Regions from separate parts of the Mus musculus genome. Here region 2 is linked to region 1. A link is a contact called in public promoter capture Hi-C data. All regions are on one chromosome and are shown on one strand. The core of a region is the stretch at or near the end of the contact, and the rest is flanking DNA. Distances in the headings are between cores, read along the strand shown. Region 1 holds the start of Nat8 (N-acetyltransferase 8 (GCN5-related)). Region 2 holds the start of Isy1 (ISY1 splicing factor homolog).

The links. Promoter capture Hi-C pulls out the DNA fragments that hold promoters and counts their contacts.
Region 2: a promoter capture Hi-C map of liver shows a contact between it and region 1, with 4 times the contacts expected there. The contact joins the promoter of Isy1 here to the promoter of Nat8 in region 1. A contact is called at or near these places in 2 of 39 promoter capture datasets (frontonasal cranial neural crest and liver).

What each region holds. Positions count from the first base shown.
Region 1 is chr6:85,830,131-85,835,167 of GRCm38.p6, forward strand. It overlaps Nat8 (N-acetyltransferase 8 (GCN5-related)), which reads right to left and starts at 2,149. Exons shown (of 3, transcript NM_023455.4): 1 at 2,048-2,149; 2 at 1,663-1,799; 3 at 257-1,090. The coding sequence starts at 1,019. The coding sequence ends at 336.
Region 2 is chr6:87,836,143-87,841,179 of GRCm38.p6, forward strand. Isy1 (ISY1 splicing factor homolog) reads right to left here and starts at 2,617. Exons shown (of 11, transcript NM_133934.4): 1 at 2,502-2,617. The coding sequence starts at 2,504.

The DNA of each region.
Region 1 (5,037 bases), core at 899-3,398:
GTCTCCAATTCCACATCCTCTTTCTGAACCCACATATCCTCCAGAGACTCACACTGGCCCATAGGCTGAGTCTAGCTAGTGCCAGCAGGGACTACACATGTTAGTCAGGCCATGAAAACTATCCCACAGCACCAGTGGCCAGTGCTGGCCCTCTGTCAGGAGTTGTGTGAACGGCATCAGAGCACTTCATTTGCCCTCATTCTCCACTGATCATCTAACGAGCAGGAATACAATGAAAACAACAAAGACAATTTTGTGATTTGTCCACCACAATCTCTGGGTTATTTATTCCCACAGCATAGTAAACCAGAGGCTGACAGACACACTGAGAGAGATCACAACTCATATTTTTGAGCAGAAGGGAGTGGGTATATGAAATGAATTAGAGAAACATCCACAAGCCATGTGAGTATGTCCACGAAGGATTCACCTGTCTTCTGGAAGCCCATGCTGTAGTAGAGAGTCACAGCACCTTGCTGCAAAAGGCCAGTCACAAGGACAACATCACTGTAACCCTGGTCCCTTGCAAACTGGAGGACAGTTCTGGTCAGCGCTTTCGCTATCCCCTGTCCTCGATGCTGTGAGGACACAGACAGGCGAAAGAGCTGCAGCTGCTTCCTCCCTAACGGAGGATCCTTGACTGGCCGAGCAGCCACTGTACCCACCACCTGCCCCCCAGACTCAGCCACCCAGAAACCTGAGCCACGGACACTCAGGTAGGACTTGGTGATGTCAGCCATGTCTGTGTGTAAACATTTGGACACATAATTCTTCCAGGGCTTGCTGGCGAGGAACCACAAGAATAGGAACAGAAAGAAAATGCATACAACAGCCAGGAACCAGGAGCCAGACACCAGGACTATGGCAAGGGGCACCACAGCTAAGAGCAGGAGGGTTCGGGGCAGTGTCAGCAAGTGGCGGAAGGCAGTGGGTATGTGCTCCTCCATGCCCCTGGAGAACACATCCACGACCTGTTTGTAGTCCCTCTCCTGGAACTGGCGGATGCGAAAAGAAGCCATGGGGAAACTTCGTCTCAAATCTCAGCATCCATGAGAGACACCAGATCTGTTTATATTGCTGCCTCGCAGCCCTAAAGGAGACAAAGGAAGCCAGATGCATCTTCTAAACCTCTACTCACCACCCAGCTTCTAGCCTCGCAGGTTTTCACAGCCACCCAGGAGGGAGTAGAACACCAACACTGGGAGAAGGCATCAGTTTCCAGAACATTATACCCCAGACTCCTCCCCTGCAAAGTCACTGAAACCTAGGCATGTCAACTTCTCTGAGCCTGTGTGTGTGCTCATCTACTGACCACGGTAGTGTAATAACTGGTTTCCGGGGTGAATTGGGGGATTTAATACTGCAAGTTTGTACAGTCAGTCCTCCTTCCACCTCTATCCTTACCAAGTTACAGGCTACCTGATCTGTGGTACATGGACATGGTAGCCCGTGGAAGGAAGATGTGGTTCCCAGTTGTGCTTCCTCTTCAGGATTTATAAATACCAGAATCACACTTTCCCAATAGTAAGTTTCAGTAAATCTTCTTCCCCTGGTTAGAAAGTTTCAATCCACTAAAAGACAAGGGTCAAGCCCCAAGCACCCTACCTTCAAACACCCAGGAAGGCTGTGGGACTCTAGACCCCCACCCTCAGGAACACCAACCTTGTCTCTCTGTCCTCTTAGCTGCTACTACAGCCGAGTGTCCAAAATGGCCACAGTCACTGATAACATCCAGAACCTGCCAGGCCATGCCCCACCTCTGAAGAATAGACGTGGGCTGGTGCCTCATTGGCTGGTTCCTGGATAATCATAAACCAGAAGTCAAAGGCTGGAATGTGACAGAGGAGAGAGCTTTTGTCTGTTCGCTTTGTGATCCCCACAAGACTAACGTGGAGAAGCAAGCTCCACGATAGCTCTTACTCCTGTGGAAGGCTGCCATCTCTCTTCATGGCTTCTTCATGTTATACCATCTCTTGCCCAAGATTCTTGGTCCTGCCTGAAGCCCAAGATGCACGTGTTAGGTGAACCTTGGGACAGTGCAACTTACCCTGGGCTCCCCTGGGTAGAGGTCTCCTTGGCGAGCACCTAGGTGTTTGATAACCATGGGGAAGGAGTGAGCTTGTGATGAGGCAGGGAGCCAAAGTCCACCTGAGCTTGTGATCACCACAGAATTAACCTGGAAGGGAGGGGCATCTGGGAGGGGCATCTGGGAGGGGCATCTGGGAGGGGCATCTGGGAGGGGCATCTGGGATGGCTCAAAGGCCATCACTCTGGTGGGAGGCTGCCGCTTCTCTTCTTGGCCCTTCTGGCCTACAGCCTGTGTCTTGTCATAGTTGGTCCTCCCCAATGCCCACTTTGGTCTCTGCATGCACCTGCTAGGAGGAAATTGGAACCTGAGCCACTCCCTTAGACCTCACTTGTCACAAGCAAGAACCCAGGTCTGTGGGCTCCAGAGCCTCAGTGTTGAGTGTCCACTTCCTCACCCTCCAAGCTGTGTCTGCTCCTTGGCAATGGGTGCGGGTGGTCCTCAGGGACCTGCTGTCCCCATTCTCACCTACACAGGCTCTCGCTCACCTACCCATTGTTTGGTGGCCAGACCTGGACAAAGGGTACCTCTGTGAGCTCTAAGGGTTGCTCAGTGGTGGAGCACTGCACACCATCCCCACTCCTGTCTGCACACAGCCCAGTTTAAAATGTGGACTGGGTTAATGATTTCAGATATTTGATGTGAATGTAAAAAAAAAAAAAAAAAGTTCCACCAACTGGGGACCATTCTAGTGCAAGTCGTCATATTTGATGAGTGTGTTTGTGTGTGTATGTGACAGAGGAGAGAGCTTTTGTCTGTTCGCTTTGTGATCCCCACAAGACTAACATGGAGAAGCAAGCTCCATGATAGATCTTACTCCTGTGGAAGGCTGCCATCCCTCTTCATGGCTTCTTCATGTTATACCATCTCTTGCCCAGGATTCACGAGCGCTTTGCCTTAAAGGGCATTAAAATTCATTAGGGGAAACAAAACAAGACTGAAACCCAGTCAAGCAGCAGCGCAGGAGCTTCTGGGCTTTCCCTGCCCTCTGTGTCTTTATGTGCACAGTGCTCCCTTGGGGCTTCTCAAAGCCCAGAACTCTAAACCTTGGGAAGACTTGAAGGTGAGTTGGACTGTGGACTTTCCTGCCATTCTAAGCACAGGATGAGCTTCCTGCAACCAAATGCCGTCCCGAGACACCCGAAGCTTCCTAGTTCCCTCTGCCCCAGCATCCCAGTGTCAGTGATATTTAGCTGATTAGTCTAAAGTTCACTTGTATTTCCTGAGAATAGGAAGTGTGCCTTTGCTGTTAAGGGTCAGTTCTTTGTCATCTTGAAGAGGTTCAGTCCCAAAGACCCCAGGTTGCTGGAGATTCAAGCCACTGTGATCCCAGGTAGCTGATACTCTACAGATACTGATGGCCCCTGACAACAGCATTCCTAGTGACCTGGTAGAGAGGATTCTGGTAGCAAGAGTGTACATGCTCCCGGATGGATGGAGGTCCTCAGGGAGAAAGGGTGGGAGCACCAGGCTCCCAAGAGACCTACCATCATAATTCAATGTTGTTTGTACCTAAGGCAGAATGTAAGCCACCATTAATTCAATAACATAAGCACCCCAACAGAAGTAAAGGACCACTGGGAACCCAAGAAAACCTACATAGAGATGCAGATGTAAGGCAAGATGAGGAACCCTGGCACCCCAAAAGAAGAGAAGAATATCATGCAGCCAAGAATAGAAGCACTCAGATAGGGATGTAGGACTTCTATGTATGCAGGAGTGAGGGCATGGGCTCTGGTTACCATCAGGGTGTCCAGAAGTCCCGAGACTTCCTACAGTGGAGACATAAGCCACATAAAAGTAGGTTTGGGGTGGAGTGCTGGAAAGGTGGCCCAGTAATTAAGAGTGTTGGCTCTTCTGGCCTTCATGGGCACTTCATGCACGTGGTGCGCAGACATACAAACTGGTAAAGCACTCATATGCATAAAAATAATGTATTTTTAGAAAGTAGGTTTACAAGGATATTAAGGCTCTAGAGTTTTGGTATTGGGGGTCCTACCCCCATTCCATACTTATCCTGTTCAGACGATTATGGGATGGACAATTAATAGGAGTCCACTTTTATCTTGACCTCCACAGTTACCTTCTGGGAGGTCATGATGTTCTGAGGGCACGGAGCTAGAGGCAACAGAGACCTCTATCCCTCCTTGTGCACTAAACATCCCATGCAAGAGCCCTAGCATCCCTTCCTCAGGCCCCTTCCTCACTCTTACCATGTGACCACCCTGTTCCAAGTTCAAACTGACAGCAGTGTCCACAATAAGAAGCTGTGTGGGTACTAAACTAGGAGCCCCCCCCCCCAATTCACAGAGATAGAATGACAGGCAGAGGCTGATTCTCCAAATACAATCTAGTTCAGTGGGGAATCTCAGGGCATTGCAATGCTGTATATGTTGCCCACACAGGGCCTGCTTTCCAGTGGCTGGCCCAAATAAAGGAGAAGACTTATGTAACATCCTTACATAACCTCTCTTGGCAACAAAGACAGAAATGGAGAGGTTATCAGACAGGTTAGCAGACAGAGCAGCACTGTTCCCACAGTGGCAGACCAGTACAAGATTGTGGTGACCTTTTAGCAAGATGCAGTTCTAGTTTAGTCTTCAGTGAGTATTGCTAGTTTTGGGGCACACACCCTCCAGATCTCTCCTCTGTGACCAAGCAGCCTCCTTTGGTGACTTATGCATCAGGGGAGGGTCTGACTGAAGTGAGCCTGGGCAGATGAAGATAACCCACACAGCATCTCTGCAATTTACCAACACATCTGTGTCCTTGTGTGTGTTCAGTGGAATGGAGGATTTTCACAGAGATGTGGGCTGAGGATGGGCTTTAGGGCCTGTCTGTCCTCAGCCCTTGCAGTCTGGCCCTCAGCCTCACTTTCCAGAGCAGAAGCTTCCAGGCAAACTCCTTCCAGATTGGACAGAATCCATCTGGAAGAAGCTGGCCAACCAGGC
Region 2 (5,037 bases), core at 1,367-3,866, 2.0 Mb after region 1:
GGAGGATGTTTTGCTAAGAACAGACATGTGGTGTTGTCTGAAGGCAGTCTGGAAAAGGGGAATGTGATGTTTTGATAGAGTAGACGCTAGAGAGAACATGTGATGTTTGGAAAGGATATAAATGTAGTCCAACAGACAGTGGGTGATGCTGGATGGTATTGGTAGGCCTTAGCATTCTTTGTCAGTCATTGTTTGTCATGACTTCATAGAGGAAAACAAACCAAAAAAACTTCTGGTGATGTTCCAGCAGCTTCTTGCCACTTCTGCAGATTCAGGCCAATTGCCAGAGCCTTGCAGTTTCTTCTGGATCAACTCGCCGCTGCTTACTCATGAATGGTATTTTCCAGTCCCGCCATTGCTGACTCATGATGGTATTTGTGAATGGATCTAGCTAATACTGCTGATCTGTGTAAACTAAAATGCTGATATCCTGACAATGAAAATTAGATTTGCTCCAAAGAACTATTTCTCAACAGGTACACATCCTCCTCTGCTCTGTTAATCTTTCCTTTCCACTGCCTCTGATGGATGATGGACTAGAAGGGACATTAAAACATTTAAGAACCCTCATTAAAAATAGGTTGTAAAAAATCTAAACCTACCATTGGTTGGTTTCTGGCTTTTTGAGACAGCATATTCTGTGTAGCCCTGGCTGTCCTGAGACTTGCTCTGTAGACTAGACTGTCTTTGAAGTTAAAGATTGGCCACCTCTGGCTCCCGATCTTTGGGATTAAAGGCATGTGCCGCTGCCATCACCAGGCTGGTTTTTATTTTTTAAAATCATACACATGTGCAGAATGTACTGTGATCATATCTATTAACCTCTCTGACCCCTCTCTCACTCCTGATACGATAACGTATGCACCACCATACACCACTCTAACCAGAAAACAGCCTAGTTGTCTGTCTGCTGCCAGTGGCTATCAGAGGAGAGCATCAAGACTGGCTTTTGCAAAGTGATGTTCATTTAAGTGCTGCCGCAGCAGTGTTAAGTCAATGGTCCCTAAATGTTACACAGGATCAGGAAGAGAACAGTTTTTTTCAGTTGGATTGTGAACTACACAGAAAGCGCACCTGCTGAATTTGGAACTAGAGATTTTGCTCCTAGCTCTTCCTCTCACCATCACTGAGACGTGGTCTCACCAAAATCTAAGTTTCCCTTCACAGCACATATTGTAGCTTTTATCTTGCAACGTTATGATGACTTACTCAGATAAACGCATGAAGTCAAGCAGAAACAGACACACAGTCTAGAGAGTCAGCAAGATGAGTTTAATTTAACTTGCCCTTCAGATTGCCCCTTCCAATCAACTCTGAAAGGAACCTGGCCAGTGGAAGGTGGATATATGAACATGACATCAATACAGGACACACCCTCCTTCAGAAGTAGCTGTTCAAGACCACTGTTTCCTCTCCTTTTTAGGTTTCTGTTCTCAACAGTCTGTAGTGTCCAAAACATCCTCTGTAAGCATTCCATGGCTTCCTTAAATGTTTATGCATCTGTTTTATTTAACAGGAGTATGTATCTGTTTGCCCCTATGTATGTGTAAATACCACCCCGCCCAAAGTGTATTAATGTTTTTTTTCTACTTAGTATTATAAAGCACAGACTGACAAGAAGGCCTATATATTTGAATGTGTCCATATTTTGCACGTGGTTATGCATATACTTACACCTGATCCTTAAACATAATTTGGTATATGCATATAGATAAATATCTACCAAAATGGGCTGGTTTTGTAGATAAGACTATACAGATTTCAAAGACATCAATAAATCTCAGAAGTATGAAAGCCACTCCGTATACTTTTAAGGGGATTTTTACCTTTAATTTTTTAATATTTTTTGTATGTGTATGAGTGCTTTGCATGTATGCATGTAAGTGCACCACATGAGTGTCTAGTGTCACTTAACAAGTGGGTGTTGGATCCCCTAAAACTAGAGTTTTGGATGATTGTAAGCAACCATGTGGGTGCTGGGAACCAAAGTGAAGTGGTTTTTGATCACTGGGCCATCTCTCGAGGTCCACGGACACTTTACTTTGAAATTACTACAGTAACTGCGCCTCTTTGAACCAACACTGTGTCTGATCTCATACTTCCATATTAAACGCTTCTTGAGTGAATGAAACCGAGAATCACAACCTCTCAACAGATCAGCCCATCCTATTCATTCACTCACGGTTATGTCACACACGTCTAGAGAATGTCAGATTCTGTCCTCGGTTTCAGGCAAGCAAAGGCGTGGAGACCCTGCCCTTTAAAAGGTCCTATCCGTGGAACCTGAGAACGCCCGGGCCGTTCAGTCTCTACGCATAATGTGCTTCACCCAGACTGAACCACCAAGACGCAATACAGCTCCCAAACTCAGTTTTCTTGCCATTTCTTACAGCTACGCCAGGTGGGAAAAGAATCCCGGCATAGGCCAGGGAGCCCGAGGCCGCACACTGGCCCAGACCTCGGGTCCCCCGTGAGCCCCATCCCTTCCCCAACGCACTCACCATGGTGCCGGCGAGGGCGCCCTGGCGCCGCTCTGCAACGCAACGTGCTCAGGCGCCCGGAACAAGGCAGGCAGACGCGGGAACGGAAAACAGCGGACAGTCTGGTCTTTTTGTCGGAAGACTAAATGGAAAGGACCGGAAATTAAGGACCGGAAGCGAGGGAGGGAGGACGAGGGAGGGGAGAGAATTGCAGTGGAGCTTCGGTAGGCGGCTTCCCGCCGACGCGTGTCCAGTGCGTCATCCCGCGCCTAAGTCAGCAAGACTACGCTTGCGCGGCAGGAATGTGTGCGTCATTTGTCGTTTGGTTTCGTTCTGCTGGTAACTGCGGTCAAAGATTCGCCTGCCTCTGCCCTTCCTGAGTCTTCTATGACAGCAGATGACCTTTTTGAAAATGACTGCACCTCTCTGAATGCACTGAGTGTTCATAGCCCCTAGGGACCCTGCGTGGAGTTCTGTCACCTGCCTGGACCCGCCAGGCGCAGGCACTGGGGCAAACCATAGCCATTGGGGCGAACCTGTCTTCCTGGGAGGCTTCTTCACCGCTGCCTGCCATTTACCTGGAGCTGAACAGTGACTGAGACTATGATCGTCCTCCTTTTAAGAAACGTGTATAATTATCATTATTCTTTATTAAAGGTGGCTGTTTCCATGAAACTGACAGATGTGATCGTGAAAGAAACATTTAAGCCAAGGAATCAGCTCTCTCTCCACACATTCCCAGAAGGCAGAGACCACATCTTTTAAAATACAGAGATGCGGTGGTGGCGAACGCCTTTAATCCTAGCACTCAGGAGGCAGTGGCAGGCGGATTTCTGAGTTCGAGGCCAGCCTGGTCTACAAAGTGAGTTCCAGGACAGCCAGGGCTACACAGAGAAACCCTGTCTCGAAAAAACAAATTAATTAATTAATTAAAATAAAATACAGAGATAAGGCCAGGCTTGTTGGCTAATGCCTTCAATCCCAGCATTTTGATGGCAAAAGAGGCCAGTTTCTGTGAACTGGTGGACACCCTGGTCTTCATAGAGAGGAAATCCAGGCGAGCCGGGGGTGCATAGTGAGAACTTGCCTCAAAAACTAAAGAAAAAGGCAGCTTGGATCCCAAGACTCAGAAGGCAGGCATATCTTTGAAGTTTGAAGCTAGTCTACAAAGTTAAGTTCCAGGATAGCCACACGAAACGACTCGAAAAACAAAAACGTAATGAGAAGAAAATGAAATACGGAGTAAGGTCCAGAGAAGAAAAAGCTACCTGGAGCAAGTGGGAAGTTAGAGACTACGTGAGTCACTTAGCAGAGATGGATTCTGGAAATGGTGGTGGGCTCTCCCACTGAGTCAACACTAAGGAGAGTACCCTGTCATAGTCCATGCAAGAATGTTACCACCGTGCATATAAGACCAAATTAGAGTCCCTTATTAGTTGGCAACTAGTGGGCAGGCTCTTGTCCCAAAGCACACTGCATCAAAGCTCAGGTATACGGCATTTATTGAGCTAAAAACCAGTGACATTTGCAGTCAGATGTAGGTGACAGGAACCAGAATATTTGTTTTGGTATGCATTTGGCAGACGTTTTTGGCTGTACATCTCAGCCATGGTCAGCTCACTATATCGGCTTTCCAAGATCTCAGCAGAGGCGTGAACTAGTAGTTCAGGATCAAACAGGTTCTGACAGATACTTTAGAACATATATGTAAGTGGGCAGCCGGTCACCCAACTAGATTCTGTGTCCCCCACTTCTTCCAAATAGGTTGTGGGGATGTAACCAAATGATTGTCGGTGGTGCTTTGGGTCAGGAGCCCCAAGAATTTTTGCCTTAACTCTTAATTTCTGCATTGCTAAAGCACTGATATTTCACATTCAGAGATTTGTGGAGTTCTGACCTTTTCTGGCTGGGGGGAGGGGGAGCCAATGGAAATGAAGTCAGAGATGAGCATTCCTCTACTTCCCATGAAATGAAAGAACACTAGGTTAAATGCCTAGCACATTAAAAACAAACCCCAGCCCTCTCCATTTCCCACCCCCTTCCTTATTCTGAGAGATGACCCTAATCAGGAACCACCAGCTTAGGCTGAGAACTGGCAGTATCATGAGCAGTCGAGAGCCCACTGCCAGGCCCAGGCCAATTCTCTCTAAATTTAAGGAGAGGAATTTTTGAATTTGAATGGTTTTGGCCATTGTCTTAAAATATTTTATTCCAAACAATGGTCATTCTTCACATTAAGACATGGGGGGGGTGTCACTAGGTTGTTCTGCTGGCCTGTGTAGCTCAGGTTAGCCTCAAGCTAAAGACATGTGTCTTGATACCCGACTTCTAAGACTTATTTTCATCCAGGATCTCAAGTAGCCCAGGCTGGCTTGGAACTTGCCTTGTAGCTGAAAATGGTGCCTTAAACTCTGATCTTCCTGATTGCCGGGTGTTGGCATTACAGGTGTGCAGCCACACCTTGGATAAAAACCCACAAAGCTTTTAGGTTTTGGGTTTTTTTTTTTTTTTTAAGGTCTTGTTATCCATCTTAGGCTGATGTGGAACTCTATGTTAA